Regions from separate parts of the Zea mays genome. Here region 1 is linked to region 2. A link is a contact called in public Hi-C data. All regions are on one chromosome and are shown on one strand. The core of a region is the stretch at or near the end of the contact, and the rest is flanking DNA. Distances in the headings are between cores, read along the strand shown.

Region 1 (2,779 bases), core at 173-2,672, 71 kb before region 2:
GGATAGTTAGATTTTTTATCAAGAAACAAAAGAAAGATATTTCTAACGCAACTCATATGAGCGATATATATTGAGTATTTAATCTACATATTTCTTAGATATTTGAATTGTATCTTGTTACTTGTGTCGTATTAAACATTAATTAGATTATTAGTTTTGTCTACATTTTCTTAGATATAATCCTGGATCTGCCACTAGATACAGTTGCTGGTATATGCAACGGTACATAAAAAAAGTCCAAGAAGTTACTGCAAGGACGGGTGTCTGCATCACATTAGTTTTATTATCACCACCAGTTCTAGGGGTTTGAGCTCTGCCAAACAGGGTGGGAGGTTTCTTTTGTTTCTAGGTTAAATTCAGGATGGCGATTGAGATTATAGAAGTGAAATCTTGCATTATATGCCAGCATGACATCTTTGCCAATTATTTACGCAAGGGCCCGTATGTTATTATTATAACCACAGACCACTCGTATGTTGTAGACACCAACCTCCAACAAACCTGTCTCCACCAACCACCATCACTCACTGACGTGCAAGAATACCCCGGCCGGCATTTCCAGCTTCCACTTGTATGTTCACATCGACCACGCGCAGGTGACAGCCACATCTACCAAACAAAGGAATCAAATGGAGAAGGTACACCGCGCTCACCGTGACCTCGATGGGCACCTTCTTGTCGATGCGGTGCTGGTAGTAGAGGTCGATGCAGTCGATGCCGAGCCGCTTGAGGCTGGCCTCGCAGGCTGCCCGTACATACGCCGGGTCACCGCGGATCTCGCGCTTGCCGTCGGCGAAGGAGACGGCAAACTTGGTGGCCAGCTCGACCTTCTCCTTTACACCGCCTTGAAGCGCCTTCACGAATTCAGAAGCATTACATCGAACATCTTCAGTGCAAACTTGAAAAGGGCCACAGGAAACAGAGATCTAATTCGAGCGGACCGACCTTGCCTAGCAGGATCTCGTTGGTGTGCGGGCCGTACATGTCGGAGGTGTCAAGGAGGGTGACCCCGGCGGCGACGGCGTGGTGGATGAGCTTGATCATGTCAGGCTCGGGTTTGGGCGGACCGTAGAAGGCGGACATGCCCATGCAGCCGAGGCCCTGCGCGGAGACCTCTAGCCCCTGGGAGCCCAGCTTGATGCGGGGGACGGACACGGTAGCGGCAGCCATTGCAGATGCAGGAAGATGCTCGTCGATGGTCTCGGGTAGTTGGAGGTGGTGTGGTGCTGTCGTCCACCGGCCGGCCGTGGCTATAATAAAGAGTGCGACTGTGCGAGGCCCTCTGTGCCGGCGGGTAGTGCCGTAGTGGACTGGATGTCATAACGTCACTCACTGCACATGTGAGCCCAAACATAACGTATTACTGTCGATAGAAAAACACGTCACTGCCTCACTGGCTGCCATCTTGCTCTGAGTCAGCGCGGCAACCTTCTGCACCGCAGCAGCTCCAGCTCTCCAATGGCTTCCCAGCTACCCTCCCTCGCCGCGCCGGCAGGACTGTGCCTGCTGTCAGCTCTTGCCGCAGCGCTGCTGGTGCTCACCCTCTACGTCCTGGGCGCCGTCGCGTCATTCGCTGTCTTCTGCGCCGGAGAGTTCGCCCGGAGAGACCCGGGCCGGCCGCCGCTCACGGGGACGATGCTCCGGCAGCTCAAGAACTTCGACAGGCTGTTCGACGAGCATGTCAGGTACGCGCTGGCGCATCGCACCAGCCGGCTGGTCTACCCTGGACACAGCGAGCTCTTCACAGCCGACCCCGCTGTCGTTGAGCATGTCCTCAGGACCAACTTCAGCAAATACAGCAAGGTGGTTTCCCGAACCCGTCAAACTCTTTTATCCCCCCTTCCATGTCCACCAGTCTCATATCAGCACGTAGCTCAATTTATTATGTGCCAGATGCCTAAATCCTGCATCAAATGGTGTCAGAACTTCAGTAATCTGCAATTAACTTGAAACAACACTACACTTGATTCAGCAAGAATACCATCACCCTTGAAATTACTTTTTTAAGTGTGACTTCAACCTTTTCATCTTTTCTGCCAGATCATTTAAGTACTTAACCATGCAACCAACTGAAATGGCAGGCTACAACAATATGAGCTTATGGACATGATTTTGAACTCATTTGAGAATGATACACAGGGAGCCTACAATATTGGAGTAATGAAGGATCTCTTCGGGGATGGAATTTTTGCAATAGATGGGGATAGCTGGAGGCACCAGAGGAAGCTGGCAAGCCATGAATTCTCAACCAAAGTGCTACGTGAATTCAGCAGCGTTGTCTTCAGAGCAAATGCTACAAGACTGGTAGATAAGATATCATCTGCAGCAGCTAACAGAACTATTCTAAACATGCAGGTACCTACATCACTAACATGAAAGTGCATATATATCATTACTTCGTAAATACGGTCATATTGGTAAATATTAGTTAAGTGCTACTCCCTCCGTTCTAAATTATAAGACATTTTGGCTTTTTTAAATACATAGATTAAGCACATAGATATACACTATGTCTAGATACGTAATAAAATCAATGTATCTAAAAAAAGCTAAAACGTCTTATGATTTGGAACCGAGAAAATACATAATATTTGTATTTGATAGAAAAATTGGATCATATTAATGCATCCTTTTTCAGGATCTTTTGATGAAAACAACTATGGATTCAATCTTTAAAGTGGGATTTGGTTTCGAGCTGAACACGCTATCTGGATCAGATAAATCCAGTGTTCAGTTCAGCAACGCCTTTGATGAGGCAAACTGTATTGTCTACCACCGC
Region 2 (2,700 bases), core at 40-2,539:
GAATGGATGCACCACCACAACAATTGACCATACAATAAAATGTCTCGGCATGTTATGCAATAATCAAGGACTCTTTTAGGGTTCTATTCTTACTAGGCTTACACATATATGAAACAAAATGACTCTCCACTATTTAGAAAAAGAGTAGAAAAGAAGGAAAGTAAGAGGGTAACACCTGAATTTGGTGGATATTAGAAAAAAAATTTATACCCCCAAATTCAGGGTGTTACAGTCCCATACCATCCTTGTGGTAACACTGTTTTACCGAGTGGTCGCTCCATGTTCCAATTAACAATATGATCTTATCATGAACAATAATTAAACAACATAATTGGAACATGATCATAATAAAACATTAGTTTCCCAAAACCAGATAGAGCAATAGCAAATCTACCCAATAGGTCATCTGTTTGCAAGGTGGGGAATAAACAATGCTAGGGAAACCTATTAGGTCCCATCAAATTAACTTGAGCATGTAACAGTGATTAACAGCAGACATTATTAGCTAAAAAGGAGTGATCAAGGGCATAACTTGCCTGGGACTCGAGATTCTAGGTACCAGGATGATCTTCAAATTCTCGTGACCTCACTGCTATTCGTAGCAATACAAACAAACATGATATAGGCAAAATTAACATCAGACCAAACATAAGCACAAACTACATATTAATATTCTACGCGTTGTAACGAGATCGCTGGTTCGAGAACCACTAAATTCGGAGTTACGGTTATAAATATATGATTTCCCAAGTTTTGTGAGGCTAAATAGTGGTAATATACATATTCTTTGTTAATTAATGTGATTCCCATGGGGAGATATTTATTAGAAAATAGTTCCACCATAATCTAAGTTACTATTGAATCAAAACCAAGTTAAAAAATCATACTTAGTTTTTAATAAAAAATGATTAATCTATTTAAACATAGGTTAAATTATTATCCAATTATAAAAGTGGAGAATATGATGTAAATTAGTACTATACTGTTTGGACAATATTATAATGAATCTAATGCAATTGGAACGGATTGAATCGGAGCTAAAAAGAATTAGTTATGCTTTTTCTAAGATTTTGGAATTACTTTTGCATTAAAAATTATTTTCGAATTAATTTTATCCATAACCAAAGGTGTTTGGACCGCGACCACTATTAGATAAAAGCTCAGGGTTGAATTTGCGAAGAAAAGGACCTCTGCGCAATTAATTTTGGACTAAGGCTAGACCACGGGTTTAATTCACCAAAGCACAGGGGCTCGTATGTGAAATAGGCTAGCCGAAAAGGATCTGTTTGTTGCCCAGCCACCTGATCATGATCCGGCGGCCCGGATTAGTCGCAGCCCTCATCAAATCGGTATACAATGAAAGCCCCACGATTCCGGATCGATGTTCATGATCCAAGCGAAGGTCCAAGCGAAGGTGGTGGCGGGCTCGCCGGAGCCACACCCGTTTGCGCACATGAGAGTCATTTGCCTATCCAATAGAAGCTACACAGAGTGGGGATGATGGTGAGTTGGTGACCATGTGGAGGGGAAACTCACCAATGGTGACGATAGGGAAGGTACTGGCCACGCTAGGGTGTCGATCGGAGGCAGCGGTGTGCTTTCGATGAGCAATCAGCTTAGCCCCGAAGCAATACCCGCCAAATTGGTGTTACCCAAAGCTTCTACTCGGCCCGACGAACATCTGGGAGGTCCTCTCAATGACTATCCATGGCACAAAGCCTCTGTCCACGGCATCGGCGGTGATTTCCTTGCCCTGACGAGAAATTCCGGTCACGCTTCATGCCATCCAAGCACGGCGAGACCATGGATGGGTGCTGTACCCACGGGCGATGCACCATGCCGAGGTTGAAGCGACGGTGGATGAGCGGGATTGGCTACAACGGCGACGGTGCTCTTTTCTTTCTCTGTGTTTGCGATAATGGTAGGGCGACCATGGCTCCGTGCGCGGCTTTGGTTTTGGAGGGCTAATGGGGGGGGGTCTGCTTATATGCACGTGGGGCGAGGATAGGCAATGGGCAGGGATGAGGATCCTCCTAGGCGGAGTCCGCATGAATGGCGAGATCCACGGCCAACGCAACAACCCAAATCCGGCGCCCAGTCTATTGCGTTCTGATGTAGAGGACGCCCCTGACACCATGGGCCCCCGGCGCGGCGAAAGCAAGGCCTCACGAAGCACCCGTTCGAGCAGGCCCGATTGCCAGCGGTTGCAGGGGGTATGCGAGCGCACGGGTGAGACTAGCAGGGGGCCCGCTAGTCGGCGCTGTGGGAGATCCCTGGGTCGCGTGGATTGCTTCGAAGGGAACCAGGCCGAGAGAGGGGATATGGAGTGGGCCGCCGGGATAGGTTCTGGCCCAAGCTTAGGCATCGGGCAAGTTTCTCCTTTTATATTTTTTCTGGTTTTATCAATCTCCTTTCTAATTTCAAATTCAAATATGGTTTCGATTAGCAAATTCAAATATGAATGAAACAAACAAGAAAACCCCACATGAGGTGAAAAGAGAAGTTTTGATGTATTTATTTATGATTCTATTCGTTTAGATTAATGCTCCCAAATGTGAAACAAAAAAATCACTCAACAAAAACAATTATATTTACCTTTGTTTTATGGTCTTGTTATTATATTTTATATTTATTGTTTTTTACTTTGATTGATTGGTGAGTATTACCAGACCACCAAAATGGTATTTTGGGTGTTACAGT

The links. A called contact is a pair of places that touch in the nucleus more often than the background predicts.
Region 1: a contact with region 2 is called in a Hi-C map of endosperm, with 4 times the contacts expected there. The contact joins the promoter of LOC100273436 here to the enhancer-like site in region 2. A contact is called at or near these places in 5 of 25 Hi-C or Micro-C datasets (ear, endosperm, leaf and 1 more).

What each region holds. Positions count from the first base shown.
Region 1 is chr6:73,284,542-73,287,320 of Zm-B73-REFERENCE-NAM-5.0, reverse strand. It overlaps LOC100273436 (putative cytochrome P450 superfamily protein), which reads left to right and starts at 1,422. Exons shown (of 6, transcript NM_001147873.1): 1 at 1,422-1,803; 2 at 2,140-2,355; 3 at 2,639-2,779. The coding sequence starts at 1,459. LOC100282958 reads right to left here and starts at 1,147. Exons shown (of 5, transcript NM_001155863.2): 1 at 946-1,147; 2 at 654-854. The coding sequence starts at 1,089.
Region 2 is chr6:73,213,015-73,215,714 of Zm-B73-REFERENCE-NAM-5.0, reverse strand. No RefSeq gene overlaps it. Among protein-coding and RNA genes, the nearest start is that of LOC103629422, 11 kb to the right of the region's middle. Within about 2 kb of position 1,289, at least 18 of the 20 cell types and tissues checked have an H3K27ac peak or open chromatin away from gene starts, as enhancers often do. A contact at or near this core is called in ear, endosperm, leaf and 1 more, where this site is marked.